Regions from separate parts of the Gossypium hirsutum genome. Here all the other regions are linked to region 1. Evidence: chromatin contacts called from public Hi-C data. All regions are on one chromosome and are shown on one strand. The core of a region is the stretch at or near the end of the contact, and the rest is flanking DNA. Distances in the headings are between cores, read along the strand shown.

Region 1 (5,049 bases), core at 984-3,483:
CAAAAGCATGAAAATGAGTATAAAGTTCTGTTCTTATACATATAATTGAATGGGATGCAAGGATGTAACCGTAGTTTTTATTCCCAAACTAGGCAGCATTTTAACCAATTCCGTCCACCCAACACGATGCAAGAAGAGGTTCTAAAGGTGTGTTTGTAACACTTAGATTGAAATGTTAGCAAGTAATTAGTCCCCTGTTATTGAGTTCTAATCTGCAAAGTCCCAAAAAGTCATCCCCATTTCCCTTAAGTACATTACATGGACTTTTCAATAAAGATTGCCACTTCATCAATATGATACGGCACATAATATGTGTTTTACACTTCATCACAAATGTGGATACAACTTATTGTTTTAGTTGGATGATGAAGGGTGGTGGTCCGTCCTTTCTATGATTCACCAATAAAATGTATGTTAATTATTAATATAAAAGTAAAAAACAAATACTCATTATATTTGGTATTGCATTATTTTCATTTATGTATCTTTATTTAAGACATTGTTAAAATATGCATCCACATACTTTTATCTAACTTTTAGATCCTTTTTAGCCAATTCCAAGACTTAAAAAGAAAAACCAAACATGCAGACACATACAAGTGTTGGATATCAATACCAGAGTCCACACAAGCCAATGTCTATAGTACCAAACAGATATTACTTTTCATGAAAGTTCAAGAGGGCAAGACAGAAACCAGATAGACAAGTGATATGTTAGTAGAGGTGTATGAATTCTGTGTACTAGTACAAATTCAATATGTGCATGTTTCAATGCTATACTAAATGCAATCAGAGAATGATCTAAATAGACCACTTCTACCAGAAAGTAGACAAGATAAGGGAAAAACATGAATATAAATAACGGTTTGCAAGCATACAACCATTTAGGTTATCACAGTTAAGAGTATTTCAATTAAAAGGAAATGATTGGTAATGGCAACAGCAACTTATGAAACATGGATTAAAGAGCTATATTGCTTTGACTCTTCATTTTACTAAAGTACCTGTATTCAACGCATAGTTGGACAGGAGTATAGGGATATGACCATTCGAGGATCTCCAAATACATTAAAAACATAGGAAAAAATTGAATATTTCTGTGTTGGGAACTTCCCCATATCCGGCACTCACACCTAAGGCCGAGTAATATAGGTAAAGAGTGCTTACTTTCTGCTTTAAAAGAAATTATAGCAATGCTGCTTTATGGAAGAAAGGAAGAGGACAACACCAAACACGAGATATATATTTTGTTTTAAAATATGGCATATCAGAACCACTAAACATAAAAAAAATAATTAAATTAAATTAAAACCTACAAAAAAAACACAATGCCAATTCTAGCATAAGTATTCTATCTAGAAATCATGCAATGTGAAAAAAATTCCAACTTTAAGTCTCAATTCTTTAAAATAATGATCAAATATACCTTAGAGAGGTTTCATATTAACTTAAGAGATTTTCACATTTATTTGTTTTCACACTTTTTTTCTTTCTTAGGAAATAAAGAGAAAGGATTATATGAAATGAATGTAACAAGACAAGGAGGGTAAAGGAAGCAAACCTTTTTGGAAAGAGGGCTTCCACTCAATATCAAACCCTAAAGCAACTTGACCCATTTCTTTCTTCTTAATTTCAACAATTTTTAATAGCTCCATTGCAGCATTTTCTACCTCATCTTCCGTAAAGCTATACAAAATATGACCTCCAAATCTCAACGGCGGATATCTAAGCCTTGTATTAGCTGCCAATCAGAAAAATCAAAGGGTTTACTATTAGTGCATTTATTTTAATTACAAAATGGGTAAAGTAAGGGATAGCAAATACATTGACAACGAGCGAAGGAAGACGGAAAAGAAGGCGGGGGTGAGAGAATAGAATGGGGCAATTGGCGGCTGGTTTTGAGGTTATCTTGATGATGGACGGCGGAATTGCGTTTCTTGCGAGAAGATGGAGGAGGAGTAGGAGGAGTGGCTTCAATGGCATCCATTAATCGGATCACGTCTTCAGTGAAATGGTCGTCCCAATCCAAACTGAAACTATTGTAGTCTTTGAATTCCATTTCTACATCTGAAATGGAAGTGAGGGGCGGAATTGGAGGGGAAGAGAGCTTAGAATTCTGGATTTGGTTGAACCAGTTTGGGCTTTTAATGGCTAAAAACGTTCAAATTTTGATCATGGCGTCTGGTAGAGTAATGGGCCGATTTTCAAAAAGTTTTTGCAAGGATTTGAGCCCATCCCAGTCCAATTCGCACAAAATACTTTCTAATATTTTAATTTAATTCAGGCCTGCCCGACCCCTGAAACTTTTTGTCAATCCCCATCAACATCGTTAGCCTCGGGTCAACCTTGAATTTTGACTAGTTTTTGAAAACTTTCTCCAAAATTTCTCTAATAAGAAATAAAATTTTATATTTTCTCCAAAATTTGTTTAATAAATTGAAAAAATCAAGTGAAAAAGAATATAATTTTGAAAAGATAAATACTAAATCTAAATTATAAAATTTATTTAATATATTATATTTTGTTAAATAAAAATAATAGTGATAATTTTAATTACATAAAATTGAGTTATAACATGAAAAGAAGTTTAAAAGCATAAAATAGATATTAATTTTATCTTCTGAATATAAAAATATTTAATTTAGAAAAACTTTTACACACTCTTAATTCTACTTAACAGTATATCTTATGCCATATGTTGTTCCCAGCATTAAAATTTAAAATATTTTAATAACTAAACATTTAGTATTTCTAATTTAGAGTTATAAAATGGAAAATAACCTAAGAACTAGAGTTTTTTTTTATATTTTAATATAAAAAATATTTTTACAGACCCCTAATTCTGCTTAACCGATCTTCTACCAAATTTTAATCCTAATTTATATTAAAATTTAAATATTGTTATGAATATCTCATTAAGTGGATGTCCATCATCATGATTAAGATAAAGTTTTATGTACTTTAAATTCTAATAGCTATTAAAATTAGATCTCTACTTCTTTTATACTTCTTATGCCTATAAATAGAGACTCTAATGAAGTATTATAATCATCCATTTGATTAATAAAGTAAAATCTCTATTGCTTTCATATTTTATTTGTTCTTTATTCTCTCTATCTCTCTTTATTTTATAATATGTTATCAACATAACGATTCTCTATAATTTTTTTCAAAATCTTTCGAAGTCATCCCACAGATCAAATTATTTTTCACCTTAAACTTTCACATTTACAACTTCATCTTCAAGATGTTGAAAGATTCAATCTCAGAATGAATTATAATTTTTATTCTCGATCTTTGATTTATTGTACAAGCATCGTGTAATAGGTCAATTTTGACCTGGGCTTATAATAAATAAACCAATAATGTCCAAATTTTAAAATCCAAATTACAAAAATTAAAACCCAAACTACAACCCATATCAAAACCCAATACCTAACTTAAGCCATAAACCCAATTACCCAATACACATCAGCCCACTATCCTAAAACATTTTCAATCAAACCCTAGGAGCCGCCCTAGCCATTGCCCTCTCCCACGTGCTTCGTCGGCACGTCCAATGCCCGAAAGTCGGCTCCCCTGACACCGCTTGTACCAACATGGCAAGCTTCTGCACCATCGCTTCCGTCTAGGCCTACAAAACGAGAACAAAAAAAAAGAAAGCAAGACAGAGAGCAGAGAAACACGCAAAATAGAAGCAGAAACAAGCAGAGAATAGTAAGAAATCATATGTAATCGGCTATAAAGCCAAAAGAAAAGATCAATGTAAAGGGGGGGACCGATTGTTCAAAGAAAAAATACTTATCAATAAAAAAGAGAGAGTTTTGAAGGTAGTTTCTTTTTCTTTTTTTTTGCTCTTTATTTCATTCTATTCTTTTCATTTTTACATATATTTATACGAAAATCAAAAGAAGGAAACAAAAAATACCTGAATCGGTCTCCCTCTTCGTCGATGGACGTAGTCGGTGTCCGAGGGTCCCAAAAGGTGACAGAGTGGTTGTATGTTCGTTTGTTAATCATTTTCTCCATTTAAAAAAAAATAAAAACTGATTTAAAGTTCTTTAAAAAAAAGGGAAAGGAGGTTTCGAAACGGGGCTGAAAGGCCCTTGTCTGTACACCGTCGGCCGCCGACGCCATGGTGGCACGGTGGGCAGAGAAAGCGCCTTCGTCGGAAGAGATGAGAGGTTTCAAAACTTTTTTGTTTTTTTTCTAAAAATATATATATATAAAGATGGGTTTTAGAACATTGAATGAAACAACTGTGTCGGGTGTGAATCCGTGCATTCCCACCTTGAAAGGGTGATTTACATTTTTAATCCCTCCCTTTTGTAGCACCACTTGATCAGGCTTATTTTTTTTTATTATTTGTGATTTGGCCCTCAAATTTCGTGTGGTTTTTTTTTAATTCAGTCCCTTGGACGGTCTTGCTGAACATGCGTAGGGAACCAAGGGAATGTTTTCCCAACTAGTCCCTGCTAGTTTTAATGCGCTTCGTTCGGATCCTTGATTAACTTTCCAGTATTTATATTGAGCACCCCGAAATTTTAGCTTGTTTTCATCCCTGTCCTTAATTCATTTACTTCATTTATTTGCTTATTCTTTTAGAAACTGTTGTATTGCTTATTATTTTATTATTTTGCATTATTTGTTTCAAGTTTTGTATCATTCAGCTTAAACCTTTTCATATGTATTTTTTTGTTTGATTATCATAAATTATTACATACTGTTTATTTTAAAATTTGTCTTACATATATTATTTTTTATATATTCTATTTATTTTTAGACTGCTTTATTATATATTAATACATTATTTCATTTATCATATTCTTTAAATTTTGTATATATATTATCTAGCTAAAACTATTTTATATTCTTTATTTTAGATTTCTTTTATACATTATTTATTTTAAACTTGTTATATTATTCTCAAGCTATTTATATATTATTCTTTTTTTCTAAACGTTATTTGAGCTAAACTATTTTTTATGTCATTCTAAAATTTGTTAGACGTTACTTATTTGTAAATTTTTATGTATCATTTATTTTAAG
Region 2 (5,049 bases), core at 1,123-3,622, 370 kb before region 1:
TGAAAAACAAGAAAACAATGGTCAAAATATTTGAAGATTTTGGCATATTCCTTGAAGTATTGCAAATAATTGTGGAATATTTTCAAGAATGATGTGAAATTTCATATGTGGAATATTTTTAATGAGATGTGATTTATTGCTTAGATAGCCCAATAAAATAATTACACGTGGAAAATAATAAAATAAATAAATAAATCATGAAGTTAAGAAAATAACTCTTAATTTAAATAAAATAAACGTAATTATCTAAAAGGGGGTTTCAAAATGAATGCACACATTCAATATTTTCGATTTGATTTTTTAATTTTCTTTTTGAAATCTCTCAATAAACAAGTGCACGCATTCATTTTGAATTTTTTTAAATAATTACTTTTTTTCTTTAAATTAAGAGTTATTTTTTAATTTCATGTATGATTTATTTATTTTATTAATTTTCACATATAATTATCTTATTGAGTAAATTAAGTAATATATTACATCTCATTAAAAATATTCCATATTTAATTTTTTTGGTGAAATAAATAATTAGAATTCTAAATTCTTGTCGGATTAAATGAAAGTTAAAATCTCCTTCAAGGGAGAATTAAAAACTTGCAACTCTTCTTTATTGACCAGAGCCAACTTTGTTAAATAGTTAGCAACTTGATTTTGTTCTCTGGGAAAATAGCACAAAAGCTACTGACCTTCTTGGGATAAGATGCATTTTATCTGTCAAATCTATTAAAAAAACAATTTGAAAAAAAAGGTTTATGGTAAAAAAAAAGAGCTTAAAAATACAATTAGGACCATTTTGATAAAACATGTAAACATTAGTGACTAAAATTGTCATTAAACTTAATTTAAACTATTCAATTTCATCAATAAGCAATATCTTATTATTTATACTATTTTATTATTTTATTTTCATCAATTGTGTAAAGATTATTAAAAGATTTAATATTCAAAATTTATATTAAATTATTTTATATTTAGATTGTTTTCTTATTCTAGCTTTTCGCTTAACATTATCATGTAGAAAAATCAAAACATCGAGTGGCATTCTATAGTTTTCATATATAAAAAAAATTACATTATGTTTTAATAAATAATTATATATTTCATATATAAAACTTTATAAATAATATAGTTTTATAATATAACCTAAATATTATATTTATATTATTTATAAATAGTGAAGAGTTTAATTTATAGTATATTAATTTTTTATTAGCACTATATTTGAATTATTAAAATAATTGATATAAGTTAATTAGTTAATTAGTTATTATTTCGAGCAATGCTGCTTATTTTACTTTTAAGAAGTAAAATTATATCATATATTGAATATATTAATCATGTATTAATTATGATTTGGTTTTTTATTATAATAATATTTGACTTGTTAAATAAGTTAATATATTTCAATTATATTTAATCATTCGAATAATGAATATTAATTTACACTAATTGTAGAAATTAAATAAAATATAAAAAATTAATTAAAAATTAAACTCGTAAAATTAAAAATTAATAACTTTTTAAAAAAAGGGACTTTAGATATTTTCTTAACTGATTTGGGAAATGACTAGAAAACATTATTTATACAAGTAAATTATATAATTATGATAATACTTTTATAAAGATATTAAAATCAATAAAATACAATGTATAGTGAGAGTTGAACTTAGAACATTATGATTTTTAATCTTTAATCTTTAATCTTAAAACATATAGTGAGACTTGAACTTGGAACATTATATAGTGTGACTTGATCATAGGCTGAATTACTCGCTCGAAAAGTGAGTAAAAATATAGGTTCAAAAAATAGACTTGAATAAAAAATAAGGCCTATTTTCTAAATGGGGCAAGCCTCAAGTAAGATTTTTGGTCCAGACTTGACCCGGCCCGACTCGAGTTTGCTTAATTTTTTTCTACTTTTGTTTTACTGTCATTTTGTTATTGTTTTGCTGTCATTTTGCTATTATACTGCTATTATTTTGTTGTTATTATTTAGATATTTTATAATTATTGTTTTGTTATTAATTTTGTTACTATTTTAAATGTATTTACTTGCAAGTTGTAACTATCTTAACATTATTTAATGTTTTTAGTATATTTAATGTATTATATATTTTAAATTTATTTTATATATAAAATAATATAGAAAAAAATTAATACAAATGGATTGAGCTCGGATTTAACATTTTTTATCTTGATCGAATTTGAATAAAATGTTAAGTATATTTTTTGAGTTGAATCCAAACCCAGTAAATGAATCTAAAGTTTGGCATACTTGGCCTGTACTCGGCCCGACACGGCCCAATTCCAATTCTGATACAAACAAAATTACCCGGTAAGGCGTTTCCATTTTTTGTTTTTCCTTTTTAAGAAAATTCTTTCCTTTTCCTGGTAACCAAACAAAGTCTAACGGATCCCAGAAGTTATGAACAGTCAAATCGAAAAAGCGTCATATCAAACCTACTTTTCCTTTTTCTAAAAAAAAAAATTATTTAGCTTTGATTTTGAGGTTTTGCGTGGGCTAATTGGTTAGTTTTTGTTTCATTTGCATTAGTAAATTGGGACTTTAATAGTATTCTAGTTCTGAAATTTCAGCTAGGTTTACCGGCGCACATTGGATGGATTTTTTCCTCAAATATCGTTGTTTTATTTGTTGTTGACATTTGCATTATTGCTTATTTGATTGTTCTAGCAATTTAGGTGTTTTTAAATTGATGGCGGATCGAAACACGACCGCTTCAAAGCCTATATGGATGAAACAAGCCGAGGAAGCCAAGCAAAAAACTGAGGCTGAAAAAGCTGCTGCTGCTAAAGCAGCTTTCGAAGCCACATTCAAGGATGTTGATAAGAACCGTAACAAGGATGTGGTGGCTGCTTCATCGGATAGTGAATCCGAGGACACCGGTGACTTGGTGAACAAGCCAATTGGTCCCGTGGATCCCGTTAAATGCATGGCCGCGGGGCCAGGAATAGCGGGTGGCACTGCCTGTGCTGCCTCCACGTTTATGGTGGTAACGAGAGATGCAGATGAAAGGAAAGTACAGAGTGGGGGTGCGCAGATTAAGGTGAGGGTTTCGCCAGGTGTGGGTGTTGGGGGCTCAGAACAGTATGGCATTGTGAAGGATATGGGAGATGGGACTTACTCTGTAACTTATGTGGTGCCTAAGAGAGGGAACTATATGGTAAACATTGAATGCAATGGGAAACCCATCATGGGTAGCCCATTCCCGGTGTTCTTCAGTGCAGGTAACATCGTTAAAACTATGTTTATTCGGTTTTAACTGCATGTTTAGCTGTCACTTGCCATGCATGACTTTGCATGTTTCTTGTCCCTATTTGATTGTCTATATAATACGTGGATCTTTTAATATTCAAACCTTTAGAGTAATTTTTGCTTCTAATATGAAATGCAGTCTTTTGTATATTATTTTTGTTGTTCTAGGTGAAGAAGGCTCACGATTAGGAATTTGAAAAGTTCCCAATGATATTCACCTTCTCATTACTTTGCACTCACTGGCCATATAAAATTGTTGTTGAGTCTTTGTTCTTACTTTTGGCTTCACTTTTAAGCGTGGTTCTTGGTTGCAGTCTGTAGTGCTCAGGGCATAGATGTTGAATTTTTGTTATGCAGGTAAGTCTACCGGAGGACTACTAGGGGTGGCTCCTGCATCCACATATCCAAATCTAGTAAACCAAACCATGCCCAACATGCCAAATTATACAGGTTCTGTTTCTGGAGCTTTCCCTGGCTTGTTGGGAATGATCCCAGGCATTATTTCTGGTGCTTCAGGTGGTGCTATATTGCCTGGAATGGGGGCATCTCTTGGTGAAGTTTGTCGAGAATATCTCAATGGCCGTTGTGCTAAAACTGATTGCCAATTGAACCATCCTCCTCACAATTTGCTGATGACTGCTTTGGCTGCAACAACCAGCATGGGAACTCTTAGTCAGGTACCTATGGCACCTTCAGCGGCTGCAATGGCTGCAGCTCAGACTATTGTTGCTGCTCAGGCCCTTCAAGCTCATTCAGCTCAGGTTCAAGCACAAGCTCAGTCAATTAAAGATTCATCTGGTACTTTTTACTCTATCGTATTTTGAACTGTCTGTTTCTTTGTTAATTTATTTCCCAAGTTCTATTTATTTTGTTGGGCTCAAGCTAACAGTTGTCTGCTGCGTGTCAGATTCTCCTGACAAAGCTGGGAAGGCTGATGCATTGAAGAAAACCCTACAAGTTAGCAATCTTAGCCCACTTCTCACAGCTGAGCAGTTGAAACAGCTTTTTAGCTTCTGTGGTTCTGTTGTCGAGTGTACAATCACTGATTCAAAACATTTTGCTTATATAGAATACTCAAAACCTGAGGAAGCAATGGCTGCTTTGGCATTAAACAATATGGATATTGGTGGTCGACCATTAAATGTGGAGATGGCTAAAACGCTTCCTCAGAAACCAGCTATTTCATCATTGACATCATCGTCTCTGCCTATGATGATGCAGCAAGCTGTTGCCATGCAACAGATGCAATTCCAACAGGCTTTGCTTATGCAACAAACCTTGACTGCTCAGCAGGCAGCTAATCGAGCTGCAAGCATGAAGTCTGCAACAGAGTTAGCTGCAGCAAGAGCTGCCGAAATAAGTAAGAAGCTAAAAGCTGATGGACTTGTTAATGAAGAGAAGGAAATCAAGAGTGAATCTAGGTATGTGTCCTCATCAGGACAAATGTACTTCCTTACATACATGTTTTGTTAAGTAAGGCTTACTTTTTGGTTAGGTCCGTATGCTTCAATATTGTTAAAGAATGAAGTTACTTATTGAGCTACATAAGGAATGCAAGCAGAGTTCCGCTATTTGTTATGATAAGTAGAACCCCTATGTTTGCTCCTTTAGTTTATTGTGGTATGATAGACTGCAGCAGCAGCACTTTTTTCAACAAATAATGTTTATGATTCACTATTTAATTAGGAGCAGAACAGTAGAAGAGGTATCTATTTGTAATGATTCTCTTTTTGTTGTCAGATCTTTGATTATGTCTTTCCAGAAGATGCTTTTACTTA
Region 3 (5,049 bases), core at 1,042-3,541, 260 kb before region 1:
TTAGTCTATTGAGTGACTAACATGTGACATTTTTTATTGACTTTTAACTAAAGTTTATGGACCTCTCTATAAAGTTTAGAGGGAAAAAGGTTTTGGGTTAATTATAGGGAAGTCCCTAAACTTTAGTCAAAAGTCAATAAAAAATGCCACGTGACAATCACTCAATGTGCCAATATGCCACATTAGCAATCTGTTAAAAGAAAACAGAAATTTAACAACAATGATTAATTCTCACTGTTATCTTATTTAGAGTGATTAAATTGAAAAAAATTAAAGTGACCAAAATAAGATAGATTCTATTTTAGAATGATTATAAGTGTAGTTTACAATTATTATTATTTATATAAACTATACAACAAAATATATGTTGATTCAAACCACCTATTCTTCATAAATCATTTGAGAAAACTTCGCCCTCACTAAAAGAGATTTTCCAAGATAATTACTCAAGCAAAGAGGCTCTTCCAAATCCTAAAAAATTATTTTTAAGGCTCATGTTAAATTAGTAAGATCCTTTGATTCCAACACCAACTTATTAGGTTAGAATATAATCATTTTATCATATTTAATTACACCTTATTTAAGGTCTTCATGAATCTTTATTTAATACGTATTCATTTGACGAGGCTCTGATTAAACTTCCTCCATCAATAACAAGAAAAGTTTCAAAAAATCACATCCCCTAATCTCCCCATTTATATATTAACAATGACTCTCAACTATAATATGAACTATCTTTTATCTCAATTGAATTTCATATCAACAATATAATATTTCATTAACGCAATAATTATTTAAATATTATTAAAAAATTCTTTAAATATGTAATTATTTTTTTTAAGTCAATAATACTTAAGTGAATTGAAAAAATATATTGCAAAGTAATGACATTATGTAAAACATTATATTAATTTATTCACTTGATGAGATTATTGTTATTAGATTATAACATATACACTATGTAAGTGAATAATATTTATATAATAAATACTTATTAAAATTTAATGTAACAAATAAATAGAGTATAGGTTGAAATGATAAAGTTAATATATTAAAAATTGTGTTTTAAGTATAAATCAAACATGTTGTATATTTTTTTAGATTTTACCTAAAATATAAAATGATAGATATATCCTCATAGTATATATTTTTTTTAATTTTACAAATAGATCTGGATTCAATTGATGAGTGCCATTAACTATAAATTATTATTGTTGAGATTAATTAAATCATAAATTATAATTGATATCAAAATTTTACTTTTTAAAACAAAAAAAATTACTTTAAATTTTAAGTGCAAAAGTTACACTTTTATGAATTTCATATGATGATTTGATAGTTAAAAATATTCACTACCCTAAATGTGACCTAGGTTTGAGTCGTGTTAATTGCGTGATTATTTAAACTTTACCTTATTATTGTAATTTACTAAAAAAATATTGTAATTTACCAAAAAAATATCTTTTTATGTAGATTTAGAGGCATGTATAATTTCTTCTTATAATTTTAATATACTGATGGATATTGTATTAAAAGTAAAATAGTAATTTAAAAGAAAGTTAATGATTACTGAAACCATCCACTCTACATTCCACCTCCATTAAAAAAAAAAAGTGACTAGACTTAGTATTACAATCTCAAATCCAAATTTAGATTCAACAATATTATCCTCAAATATTCCAACTTAACAAGTAAATAAGTTAGACATAAAAATAAAATCAAATATCCAAATTCGAACCCATTATTTATAATAATAAAAGATTCAAGAAATAAATTCAAACATAAAAATAAAAATCAATATATTCCAAATTCACTGCTTAAAATATCTAAATTAATAATAATAAAAAAAAACGCAAATCCAAAATGAATAAATCTCATTTGCAGTATCTACTATCATTGATGGTGAGATGAAATCTTTCCCATAAAAGAGTACACCATATTAGGTACAACACACAGGTTTTTTTTTTTTTTAATTTTTACATCTTATATTTATTTTATAATTTATGATTAGAAAGTGATAATATATAATTTGTTTCTTAAATTTATTTATTTGTAATACTTAATTTTTTTGAATTTAATTGATCATTAAATTTATATTGCATCAATCAAGTTAATACCTTTATACTATAAAAATCTCTTAAAACTTCACCTGATAAACATAAATATAATTTTTATTTTTTAAAAAAAATTATATTTATCATCATACTCAATCAATACAAACTAAACGGTAGTATTCTAAGCGAGTGTAATCTAATGTAATCTTTAACTTGTAAGCGTCTAACAATCGATTTGGGCCTTTTATCGGCCTCTAACTCTATATCTTTTTCTTTTCTCTTTTTTTTCCCCTTCCCTTCCCTTCCCTTCCCTTCCCTTCTCTTTGTTTGGTTTTTAATTTTCTTTTCTCATTTTATGTATATATATTTTCTCTCTCTCTCGCGTGTAACTTCCGAACGAAATCATAGTAAGGCCCTTGTTGTTGCAAAACAAGCTTTTCTCACTCTCTCTCTTTTGGTCTTTCCATCCATATCTTTCTTAAATATACCCAGACCCCTTCAAAAAACCTAAAACAATATTAATCATATGACTGCAAAACAAGATTGAAACTGATATAAAACTTTGCTTACTTCTTCTTTCTATCTATCTATTTCCTTTTAACTCTATATTTCTATAATCTAATCTTTTATTAATCTGACAAACAAACAAACAAACCAACAAGGATCTATTTATTCTTCCTTTCTACAATGCCCACTTTGTTGCGGGCAAGGTAATTATTAATCTTCCCATTTATCTTCAGTATTTCAATGTTGTTTTTTGTTTTTCAAAAGTTGGTTTTTCTCTCCTTTTCTGAAAAAAAAACAAACAAAACAGAATTTACGTTTTGAATCAAATCTTTCCTTTTCGCTTTTTGATCGATACCCATTTACCCTAAGGTTCTCGGAGCAAAAGTGTTTCCTTTTTTATAAATTTTCTTGTTTTTTCGAGATTTCTTTTTGTTTAATCGTTGTTGGATAAAATTTGGGTTTCCATGATTTTTGCTTCTTAATGGGTACTTAATTTTTTACTCAGTAGAAGTTTTTGTTTCATGGGTTTTCTTTTTTAGGGTTTTCATGCGGATCGACAGATTGGGGAAATTTCCTAAATTGGGAACTGATTAGGGTTCCGATCAGAGTAGAAATGGGCTCAAGCTCCAGTATTTGGTTTGTCGGATTGAAGAGTTATTTGCCTCAAACTTTGGTTTTTGAACAGATTGCTTAAGAAAAATGGTGATTGCTAGGCTTTTGGGCATGGAAGAAGATTGCTTTCTTATGGAATTGTGTATACAGTGATTAGACAAGCTTGAATATTTTTACCTGTTTTAGACAAAAGTGTGTTAGAGTTTTCAGTATTTTTATGTGTTTGATCTCAATTGGGGGATGGTTTTGGTATTGGATTATTATTGGAGGGAGGAGGTGATGATTCCTTATTGTCCGGGAAGACACCATAGAAGGTCAGATTGTACTGGACCATTTTTGTTTCTAAGAAAACCGTTTGGGTTAACATAACTTTGGAGCTAGAATTCTTGATCAAAAGAGCATTTCTTGAAGTTAGCTTTCTATTTCGGGCATTGTTGAAGTAGCTTAGTTTAAGATTATTGTAGGGTTTAGTAAGTGATCCTGGACTTGCAGTGGCATTTTTTGCAGTTGAAGTGATTTCTTTAGTGGTTGGTAGTTGACTTGGGGTTACCTTTGAGGTTAGAGTGATTAAGGGGCGTGGTGGGTTTTAGGAACTTTTTGAGCTGTTAAGAGTGATAGGACTCATGGAGGAACATTGAAGCTGGAAATGTGTGCAGGGATACGGAGCATAGTTTCTGGTTGTTCCCTTTCTGGAACATTGCTTCTGGAAGATAATTCAAGTGCTTTGGCTTTCGGAAGGCATCCGTGTATTGGTTTCTGAACTTCTGTGAAATGTCGCGTAGCTTTCCCTTCCCACCACCAGGATATGAAAAGAAGGCTAGGACCGATGATGCAGACTTTCTAAAAAAGGTTAACACCGTTTACTTATGTTCTGTAACATTTTGCTTGACTCAAACTATACTTTATGTATTCATAATATTTTGTGATTGCTTTTATTGAGGATTCAAGAAAAATGCCATGGCTTGCTTAATGAAGCACTTATGTGATTTAGTGGTTTAGACTGGTAGCTTGTATATTCTGAAAGATAAGATCTTAATAATCTAGGAATGAATAGCAGAACGGGAGCTTATTTGAAGCGATAGAACAGTGCTTCTGGTGCCTAATTTAGGTACTCACCGTTAAGCACTATTTGTGATGTTTATGAGTGAATGAACCCTTTTAATAGCTTTATTTTCAGTTATTGTTATGGTGTTGGAATCTGACTTAGGATTTTGGAATTTTGCATCACTTAAGGATATTGCATCACTAGGTGGTTCCTTCTTAATCTACTGTGCACAAAACTCCAACGGATGATGTTGGACTTGTTCTAGGAATCATATGTGAAGGAAGGTTCATGTTTGTTCCTGAAGATTACTTTTTTTTTCAACAATTATTCTTTCTTAATTTGTTACCTTTTCCCTCTGTTATTACATATGTTATATTCTTGTTCCACCCTGTAATAAGTGACAGAGTTGTGTAGACACAGGCTGGTCCTATTGGCTTGGGTTTTAAATTACTAATTTGTTAAGAATGGATTACTTATTTTGATGCCTGTTTTACAATATCTTGAAGAAGCAGTTTGTTCCCAAGTTTTGACTTTGTTAATATCTGTTAGAATATTGGGATAACCCGTGTGTGTTTGGACTAAATATATTTTTTTTGCATAAGAAACTTGGCTATGAAAAATTAATGTGGCACCAATGGAGTTGAGAAATATGGCCTGTTCAGATCAAGTGATTTGAACTGGAAGATATAGAGTTAGTTTTTTGCAGCTTTTGCTAGTCAGATTGAGAGTGAACTAATTAGCTCATTTAAGTGTATGAAATTGAAGGAAGTGCTTTAAATATGCCAGAAGAAACAAGTTGTATTGCTTGTTTCAATATGATGTAGTATTTAG

The links. Hi-C and Micro-C count contacts between places; a contact is called where the count stands out from the background.
Region 2: a contact with region 1 is called in a Hi-C map of leaf, with 3 times the contacts expected there. The contact joins the promoter of LOC107915112 here to the promoter of LOC107915120 in region 1. A contact is called at or near these places in 7 of 34 Hi-C or Micro-C datasets (hypocotyl, leaf and petal).
Region 3: a contact with region 1 is called in a Hi-C map of leaf, with 2.6 times the contacts expected there. The contact joins the promoter of LOC107915113 here to the promoter of LOC107915120 in region 1. A contact is called at or near these places in 5 of 34 Hi-C or Micro-C datasets (hypocotyl and leaf).

What each region holds. Positions count from the first base shown.
Region 1 is chrA10:71,824,615-71,829,663 of Gossypium_hirsutum_v2.1, reverse strand. It overlaps LOC107915120 (Werner Syndrome-like exonuclease), which reads right to left and starts at 2,233. Exons shown (of 6, transcript XM_016844260.2): 1 at 1,825-2,233; 2 at 1,562-1,741. The coding sequence starts at 2,059.
Region 2 is chrA10:72,193,992-72,199,040 of Gossypium_hirsutum_v2.1, reverse strand. It overlaps LOC107915112 (serine/arginine repetitive matrix protein 1), which reads left to right and starts at 2,372. Exons shown (of 6, transcript XM_016844253.2): 1 at 2,372-3,243; 2 at 3,629-4,069; 3 at 4,179-4,692. The coding sequence starts at 2,712.
Region 3 is chrA10:72,084,220-72,089,268 of Gossypium_hirsutum_v2.1, reverse strand. It overlaps LOC107915113 (splicing regulatory glutamine/lysine-rich protein 1), which reads left to right and starts at 2,291. Exons shown (of 4, transcript XM_016844255.2): 1 at 2,291-2,764; 2 at 3,101-4,022. The coding sequence starts at 3,945.